2 separate regions of the Mus musculus genome follow, and region 1 is linked to region 2. Evidence: chromatin contacts called from public HiChIP or PLAC-seq data. All regions are on one chromosome and are shown on one strand. The core of a region is the stretch at or near the end of the contact, and the rest is flanking DNA. Distances in the headings are between cores, read along the strand shown. Region 1 overlaps Tulp3 (tubby-like protein 3). Region 2 holds the start of Tead4 (TEA domain family member 4).

What was found. HiChIP or PLAC-seq counts read pairs in DNA pulled down with a chosen protein or histone mark.
Region 1: a contact with region 2 is called in an H3K27ac HiChIP or PLAC-seq map of embryonic stem cells, with 7 read pairs. The contact joins the enhancer-like site here to the promoter of Tead4 in region 2. A contact is called at or near these places in 1 of 15 datasets of contacts at CTCF or cohesin (the NIH/3T3 cell line), 9 of 484 Hi-C or Micro-C datasets (the AML12 cell line, embryonic stem cells, liver and 2 more), 5 of 115 datasets of contacts at active chromatin or transcription factors (embryonic stem cells, pancreatic cancer cells and stem cell-derived neural progenitor cells) and 3 of 9 other capture datasets (adipose tissue, liver and pancreatic islet).

Annotation. Positions count from the first base shown.
Region 1 is chr6:128,333,445-128,338,068 of GRCm38.p6, reverse strand. Tulp3 (tubby-like protein 3) reads left to right here. Exons shown (of 11, transcript NM_011657.2): 2 at 284-335; 3 at 3,472-3,631; 4 at 4,060-4,236. Among named protein-coding and RNA genes, the nearest start is that of Tulp3, 20 kb to the left of the region's middle. Within about 2 kb of position 3,173, at least 67 of the 459 cell types and tissues checked have an H3K27ac peak or open chromatin away from gene starts, as enhancers often do. A contact at or near this core is called in embryonic stem cells, where this site is marked.
Region 2 is chr6:128,299,314-128,303,972 of GRCm38.p6, reverse strand. Tead4 (TEA domain family member 4) reads left to right here and starts at 3,160. Exons shown (of 12, transcript NM_011567.2): 1 at 3,160-3,678.

The DNA.
Region 1 (4,624 bases), core at 1,924-4,423, 34 kb before region 2:
AATGTCTCTAGCATGGGCTTGTGTTAGCATCTTTTTCTTAGCTTTTGTGGGCACTGATTTCCTCTGGGCCCCTAGAGGCTGTGTGGTAGTGGGTGGGCCTGTGTGGTAGTAGGTATGCCCTTTTGTGAAAGTAGGCAATACCTGGGAATGGACACTTTCTCTAAAGGAGAATTGATTGGTTGCAATTAGCCCATGGTAACGTATACATGGAAAAAAATGAAATAATAGGCTTTCAGAGTGATTTTGTCTTTATGTGCTTTCTTTCTTGTTGTTTTTGAAACAGTGCCTTTGACGATGAGACCCTGAGGCTTCGGCAGCTGAAGCTGGACAATCAGGTGAGCAGGGGCTCCTGGAGGACTGCCCAGGCTGGTGCTGAAGTCCCGTCAGGGTCTCACAGCAGGACTAGAAGGGCAGGGTCACTAATGGTTACTCATTAATACTGTGTGAACTTAGGAGTCGCTGGGCCAACACTTGAAGACGGTAGCAATACACGGTTTTATTAATAATCAGCGAAGAGCCCCTAGCTCCTATAAGGCTTAGAAGAATGTTGTAGCTGGGCATGGTAGCACTAACTGGGAATCCCAGCCCCAGAGAGGCTGAGACAGCTCCCTGGGAGTTCACTGCCACTCTGAGCAAAGAGGATAAAAGAATTATTTACTTTAGTTAGCCCATATAAAAGACACAAAAAAACCTCTGATGTTTATTTGCAAGCTAGATTGGGCAGGTTCTATGTTCCTTGTTCCCTGCTGTTTGAGTCTCGCCTGGGCTGCTTTTGCTCCATCAGCCTGTCCTCCGGGGGCATTTCTCCTGGCCACGAGCTCATAATCTATCCAGTCTCATGGCAGCCTCCGCCTCCTCTCTCCAGCTTCTCCCCTCCCCAACTCCTGTGGTCTCTCTCCAGACCCCTCACTCAGGTCTCAGGTTCTGCCAGTCTCTCTGTTCTGCCCAATCACAGGCTCTAGCCCTTTATTAACCAATAGCCTTAAAGTGGGGAGTAAGGCTTACACAACAAAAGCCAATTGGTATAATGGAGGATGGACGCTCTTGCCTGGATAGCAACCAGAATTGGGTTTTAGAATTTAGCACTTGTATACATAGCCATAGTCCAACCCCCAACAACGTAGGGAAACCATATCTCAGTAACCCAAGATAATAATGATAATAAATAAGGAAGTAAAAGTTGCATTGGCCTATCTCTTGTTGCTATAACAAAATACGTGAGATTGGGTGCATTGTTTTAAAAAAGAGACTTGCTTAGCTCACAGTTTTAGACACTAAAGTGCAAGATTTAACAGCTTCATCTGTTTGGTGTTTGGTGAGGGTCCCTGTAGGAAGTGCACTACAGTCTTGCTTAAAGGTCCATCTTAAAGAAAGGCATTTTCTCAGCTGAGACTCCCTCTTCCCAGATGACTCTGGCTTAGATCAAACTGACATAGAAGTAGCCAGCGCAGCCCCCTAAGTTACATCCCAGTGTGGCAGAGAAGCAACAGGGGAAACAGCTCAGTTTCTCGGAGCGGGGGATTGGATGGCAGTTCCTGGCTGGCCTCGAACTACAGAGATCAGCCTGCCTCTGTGTCCCCAGTGCTGGGATTAAAGGCGGGCGTGCGCCACCACTGCCCAGCTACTTAGTTATTTTTGACGTGGGAACGGGTTGGAGTTTTGAGACAGGGTCTCACCCTAGCCCAGGCTGACTCCAGCCTCCCCAGTGCTGAGATTACAGGCGTGTTCCACCTTGCCCAGCTGCGTTTGTTTCCTTTACTGGACTAATTATTGAATAAGAACCAAGGGCAGGTTATAAGAGGCACATTCATCTTTGATTGACACATAATAATTGTACATATTTATGGGGCACGGTCACATCTCATACCAGGCTTATGTGGATGTGTGTTTGTTCCTGTGTGAGAAAATCATAGGGCAACCTGTGGGTCTCAGTCCTCAGCTGTCCAGCCAGCTTGAGACAGAGCCGTGGGTGGCATGAGCCACCTAGCCATTGAGGTTAGCTGGCTGGAGCTTCTGCAGACTCCCCCGTCCCTGTCTCCCGTCTCCCCAGATGGACACCCGAAGATTATAGCCACTCGAGCTACTGCATTTGATCTCATGTTTCCAAGTGTAGGAGGAGGCGTCTAATCTTCAAGCTCTTAGTGTTGGCTCCTAGCATCTCAGTGGGTGTGAAATGCAGCCCAGTTCCCATCTCCCTAATGACTTAACAGTCCTAAAGTGTTTCTAACTTAAACTAACCAGGGTCTCACTGTACAGCCCTGACGTCTGGAATTCCAGTTCCAGATCTGACTCCCTCCTCTGAACTCTGTGGGCACCAGGCATGCACTGTAGCACGTGCATACATCCTTTCAGGCAAAACATTTATGCGCAGAGTAAATATAACTTAAAAAAAAATAGTACATGTGCCAGCCCTTTCCTTTCCATTGTACTGGAACCTTCTCCTGACCCTTCATGCTTTTCTGCCTGACTTTCTTGCTTTCTTTATCTTGCTACTGGTTTGGTTTGGTTTGGTTTGCTTTGGTTTGGTTTGCTTTGGTTTGGTTTGGTTTGGTTTGGAGGGACTTAACTTTACCTTGTTACCCAGTCTGGACATGAACTCCTGGGATCAAGATATCTTCCTGTGCTGGGCTCGGGTGGCGCAAGCCTTTAATCCCAGCACTTAGGAGGCAGAGGCAGATATCCTCCTGCTTCAGCCTCCAAAGTAGCTGAGACTAAATGAGCGACCCCCAAACTCATTGGTAACCACGGCTTTGAACACAAAGGGTGTGTAGGTTAGTTGTTGACACAAGCTGGACTCAACTTGAGAGGGAACCTCATTGAGAAACTGCTCCCGTCAGATTGGACCGTAGGCAAGCCTGGGGGTGGGATTTTTCTTGATTGATGATTAATATGAAAAGATGCAGCCCACTATGGGTGGTGCTATGCCTGGGATGGTTAGCCTGAGGTAAATAAGAGAAAACTGAGCCAGCCACAAGGAGCAAGCCAGTAAGCAAGCAGCCTTCCTCCAAGGCCTCTACTCTAGCTCTTGCCCCCAGTTTCCTGTCCAGACTTGAGTGGAAGTGGAAGCTAAGCCTCTCTTCTCTAAGTTACTTTTGGTTCTGTTGTTTAGCACTGCAGCAGTAACTAGAACACAAAGCAAATGCCCTGCCCCACCCCCTGCCTCTTCATCTTGCTTTTACCCACAGACTCTTTGTTCTCTGCTCAGAATGTCCCAGGTGCCTTTTCTTTCTTCCCACTTCAGTCAAGGTCATTTGATTTTGAATTTTTGTAACCGAACAAGAATGCAAAACTGAGGTTGGCCTTAGGGGGAGGGGGTGCATCCCTATAATCCCAGGATTTGGGGGGTCTGGGCAGGATTACTAGTTGTAAGTCAGTCTGGAATCCATAGGAACGTTCCGTCTCAGAAAAAAAATAGTCTAAGCTATTCCAAGAGGGTAGGCCCTGTGTTGTAATGCCGCATTATCTCTCTAGAGGGCACTGCTGGAGAAGAAGCAGAGAAAGAAGCGCCTTGAGCCACTCATGGTACAGCCAAACCCAGAAGCCAGGCTGCGAAGGTTAAAGCCACGAGGCAGTGAGGAGCACACGCCTCTGGTGGACCCTCAGATGCCTCGCAGCGACGTCATCCTACACGGTGTGTATTTAGACAGTGCCACCTCTGACTTAAGTACAGTTTTCACAGACCCGAGATAAGGCCGGGGGCGGGGGGGGGGGGGATGCTGAGGCGCTTTCTGGGTCTTTGTGAGAAAAAAAAAAAAAAAACGTGGAAGATGCCTCCAAATTTAAGTCCACCCTAGAACTACTGATTCTGATGCAAAATGAATTGTACTTTCTGAAATGAATGACTAAACCTCAAAATTCTCCAAATGAATGAACATTGTCTGGCACTGAGCCACTCCCCCAACCTCCTGGTCTCAGTCCTAGGTTCTGAACAAAGCTTGAGTTAGCCAAGTTCGTTAATAGAATCGGTCCCAGGCCTGGGTAGCCATAGGAGCACATCCCCGCAACCGGCCAGCTCAGTTCTGGTTAACTCTCACCCTTTCTCCTCCTCTGGACTCCTAGGCATCGACGGTCCAGCTGCTTTCCTTAAGCCAGAGGCTCAGGATTTGGAAAGCAAGCCTCAGGTTCTCTCTGTGGGCTCCCCTGCCCCAGAAGAAGGCACGGAAGGGAGTGCAGATGGGGAAAGCCCCGAGGAGACAGCCCCCAAGCCAGACCTTCAGGAGATTCTCCAAAAACACGGTGAGGATGGTGCAGAGCTTAAGACGGGGTATCCATCCTCCTTTCTCTCACTGGCTTGTATTCTAAGTGGCCCAGGCTTGTTTGGGGTTTCAACATCTTCGACATTGAAGGGGGAATGCTTAGCAACAGTTGTTGTTTATGCTGTTGTCTGAGAAAGCAGGTAGTGGACTACAGCCTAGTGGTTATTGTATATGATTTTTCCTTCTGAAAATTATCCACTGCCTACTCCCGCCTGTTACTCAGATGGTTTTCTGGAGGAGGCATAAACAAGATGAACACCTTCTAAGGTGCCAGTGACAAACTGAGGGCCAGCTCCACCAAAGGTCACTCTGTGGAAATAATGTTTATTTACAGAGCATGGGGGGAGGGGCTACTCAGGAATGGGAGC
Region 2 (4,659 bases), core at 1,911-4,410:
TCCTTTGTTACTTGCAGCTTTGACCAGTTCCATTATATAGATACAAGTAAATTTGTGCTATAATACCCTATGGATATTATGATCATGACCCACACGGACTAGAAAAACAAAGCTCCAGAAATGGAAATAATGCCAAACAGCATATGTTAACACTAATTAATATGGTTTTTAAGTTTGACTTGGGCCTAATCAACACAAATACCCTTCCCACATCAAACCCAGCTCTGACCACAACCATCTTGCCTCTGGCCTCCACACGCTTGTTGGATGGGAGCTGTCTGGAGCTCAAGGAAATGGGCAAGGCAGGGACCATGTGATGTAACTGGAGGGACTCTGTCTCTTACAGCTGGGATGTAAATAGCTAAAACGTTCCCAGCAGCAGATTCATTCCTGAGGGTCAGTGAACACAGGTCCTGTCCCTAAGCTTTACGAACACACCTGACTTCCTCTGTAAAGTCACTGTCTGGGGGAATGGATGGCTCACTGGTTATTGAGTGTGCTTGTAGAGGCCTGGGGATTGGCTCCCAGCACCCACCATCACTTGTAACTAGCTTCAGGGGATTTGACATCCTCTGGCCTAGTGCAGTACCTGTGTGCATGTAGGCATACACATATACACATCAATCAGAAAAAAAATCAGCCACCAGACCCTCAGATGGGTACACCCACTTGATTAGTTTTCTGTAGCAGGAGGTCTTCTGAGATCATCTTCATCTGCTCAGAAAATGGAATGCCCAAAGACCTAGAACTCTCTAGAAGCTTATAAGAGTACGAACCAGGAAGTGTGAAGGCACTTTACAGCTTGGACTCCCAATGGTCTTGAAGAGAAGCAAGCAAGCAAGCAAGCAAGCAAGCAAGCAAGCAAGCAAGCAAAGGGCTTTCCAATCATCCTTTTGTACCTGAAGGGCTATCCTCCCTTTTGAAACCACATTGTTATGGCCAGACTCCCCTTCCACATTATCCTAATTTCTGTAGTTTAAATTCATTAATTCTATCTATCTATCTATCTATCTATCTATCTATCTATCTATCTATCATCTATCTATCTATCTATCTATCTATCTATCTATCTATCTATCTATCTATCTTTTATTCTGTACTGTGTTCTGCCTGCATATGTACCTGCCCACCAGAAGAGGGCGCCATATACCATTATAGATGGTTGTGAATTATAATGTGGTTGCTGGGAATTGAACTCAGGACCTCTGGAAGAGCAGTCAGTGTTCTCAACCTCTGAGCCATCTCTCCAGCCCCTATATTTATTTTTGAGGCAGAGTTTTGCAACGTAGTCCAGGCTGGCCTCGAATGCTTGCTCTGCCTGCTTTAACTTTCTCTGGCCCTGGCCACAGCTGGCCAGAGTTCTTCCTTCAGTTGAGACGTGGCCAGCTATCCTGCTGTAAATGCTTTCTGTCTCAGCCTCAAAGACAATTTCTATCTGCAGATCACACATGACCTTATCTTCATTTCTGGATCCTGAGCCTCTATTCAGTCACAGGGTCACTTCTTGTATTTAGGACAGGACAGGGGTCTCCATATGCATGCAATACTGTCATCAGAGGGTCTAATGATAGAATCAAGAAAGTGAGTCCTGAGTCTGCGTGGCCTTGATGACGGCCACATCTTCAGTATAGCTTGTATGAGCCTCACAGTCTGGGGCTCACCTCTCTTAGTCTTTGGTTCATGCTGGTTTTCAGGTCCTGCTGTCGTTTCACATGTGGACCCCCACTGGTGTGTAGCACCTACTAGCTCTTATTTTCACACCAAACCTTCCTGAAACAGCGGTTGGTGAACTCAGGTTTCCATCAAGAGCTGGATCAAGGTCACCCCGCAGACCTGGTAGCAGAGACCTGTAATGGAATTCCAGCTATTCCTAAGGCTGAGGCCAGAGCAGCTGAGAGAGTTCAAGGTCAGCCTGATTAACTCAGTAGACTCAGTCTCAGAAACCAAAAGGAATCAAGGCTGGGGCCATAGCACACTGGTAGAGCATTGCCTAGCACACACAGGGAGTAGACATTAAACTGGGGAAAGTCACCCCAGTGCCTTGAATTAATTCTGTTGGTTTTGTTCTCAAATTCATGTGGATTTGCAATAATGAACTACTGTCTGGCTTCGACAGTGAACCTCTTGAAGGCAGGGGTCTGTTTCTGCACTGAGCTTGGTACCAGGTTCAATGAAGGAGTGTCCAATTAAGTGGTGGGACAGTCTGTACTTCACGCTCACAGATACGCTTGCTGCCTTGCAATGTTCTTTTCATGTGAATGGGATGTGACCAGGCTTTGTTATGACTCACCATTTAATAAGCTCACCAGAAGTTATACATCCAAATGAGGGCTGCATCCTTCAAAGTCCTCGCTTTGCGAGGCTGGATAGATACTCAGTCCCGTGGTGATGCTGGCATTTCCGTGGACTCTTTAGATCGCCTCTCTCGGTCACAACCCTGACATTTATAATACTTTCTTTCAGCGTCTCCCCGTGCTACCCTACCCTCATGTAGTATGTGTATCTCCATCTTGCGTTGTTAGCGTTGAGCAAACGATAAGATAATTCTGGAGATTTACTGCTGGCCCGAGTTTGTTTCACCAGCTCTGGCTGGGAGAGCCACACCAATAAAAGCTTAATGCTAGTGCTTCAGAGATTGTTTGATTTTGGGGAATAGTGAAGGCTTTTCTTTGATTTTAAGTTTCTCAAAGTGACAAGGTGAATGCGGGAGCTAGGTAGTAACTGATTTAAGCCAAATGGTTCTAAAGACTCGCAGCCCGAGCTCACGTGTTTCTCCTAAATTGATCTGGCACCCTTCTTTAAAACTCAGACTTCTAACTTCATGGCGACTCTGTCCTGTACCTTGGGTAACCAGCTAAGTTCCAGCTCTCTATGAACCACTGCTGGGACCTAATCTTTATTATTTCTCCCAGCATCCGGTAGACCCATGACTGGTCTCTCCTTTCCTGCTCTTTGAGAAGTGACAGTTCTGCAGATCCCAAGGGACAAGGAAAGAACTGAAAGACTGATGTTGGGGAGGGCTGGCGAGGGAAAGCGGTGGCGGATCTGGGAGCAGAGCCGGGAGTTCCTGCTTCCTGCTCCCGGAGCGAGTGTCCTCCGTAGCAGCCTCGGGGAAGGGAACAGCCCTTCCTGCTCCTGTCCGCGTACTCCAGGAGCGCAGCGAGGCGCGCCCCACCCCGGCGGAGGGGACGGTTTTCGGCTGGAGGTGGTGGAGAGACAGTTAGGACTCAACGCAACCCGGGGGTGTGGGGAGCTGGATGAGAGCGGGAAATCGGTAGATCAGAGTCAAGGGGTGTGGGTGCGAGCGGCGAGAGGCGCCGAGGGGTCCGCGGGGTTCCCGGGTGTCTCCGCCGTGTCCTGTCCCGTGGCCGCCCGCGGTTCCCGGGCTCCGCCCAGCCGTGGAGCCCAGCCTCTCTCTGGCCCGGTCTCCTCCCAAAGGTGCGGGTGGCAGCGCCACTCCCTCCGCTCCCTCCCCAGCCGCGCGCGTCTCATTCCAGCGCCCATTCCGTGCATTCCTGCCGGGCTCCTCTGCAAACTCCAGTCCCGGGGGTGGGGACCGGCCTCAGCTACGCGCTCGGGGCCCCGCAGCGGTCGCCGCGGCTGGAAGACTTGGCGCCCCGCGTGGACCTGCCGCAGCCGGCCGAGCTCTCCCACCCCGCCTCCCGAACCCTGGGACCGGTAAGGCTGCTGAGTTCGGAGGACACCCGCGTCCCGCGTGGTCCCGGGCAACACTAGGGGGCCAGTGGGGCACGTGCGGGCGGTGGAGTCTAGGGGCTGGACAGAGCAGGGTCGCTCGGCTGAAGTTGAGACTAACGAGCCTCAGCCAGGCCCTTTTCTACTTTTCTGCCTGGAGAAGAGAGCCCATAAGGGAGGTGTATTGCCTGGACCTTGTGCAGAGGTCCCCAGGGTTTGAGACGCCGTTGCTCCCCACGGTGAGAAGTGATGGGAGTGATGGACCGGAGTTCCCAAACTCCAAGGCACTATACTCTAGCAGGCAGCCCAGGGGCGCGCGCCGCGGTGCACACACGTGTCAGGGGGCTCCAGGCACACCCACACTCCGTCCGATTCAGTGAGTGAGTTCAAAGATAGGTATTACTGCGCCAGCATCCTTAAGTTTTGGGTGTTCCCGAGGAAGAGATATCTGTGCGCAGTGACTCACCTTGCTTCCAGGAGGAGGATTTGTTTGTGCTAAACGCGACCCTGTGTGCATCGCTACTTGAAGAAGGTGCTTGTCTGAAATCCCGAGTGTCGGAGTGGGCGTGGGTGTGCGATGCCTCCTCTCCAGGACTCTCCTCTCCAAGTCCTCGCTCTGAGGATGTTGGTTCTGGCTCTGACTTCTTCCTGAAGAACCGCGGCAGGGGACAATGTCTCCAAGTTCTTTGTGTTCAGGGAGAATTTGACAGTAGTAGTTGGAGGTGCCCCTCTTGCCATCCCTGCTGGGTTGAGCATTGCTGGCAGGAAGCTGCCTACACCTGCCCCCTTCCAGGCAGCTGTCTCTGTGAGGGAGTGTGGATCCTGTTCTGGCAAAATCCTTAGGGAACTGCTGGTAGGCTAAGCAAAGCTGAGATCTTTGTTTGCCCTTAGGGGCTAGGATGGTCATGTTTATGGGGGTGGACCCCCTAAAAGGAGAAGAGCTTGTTAGGTTGTTTCCTTTTGAGA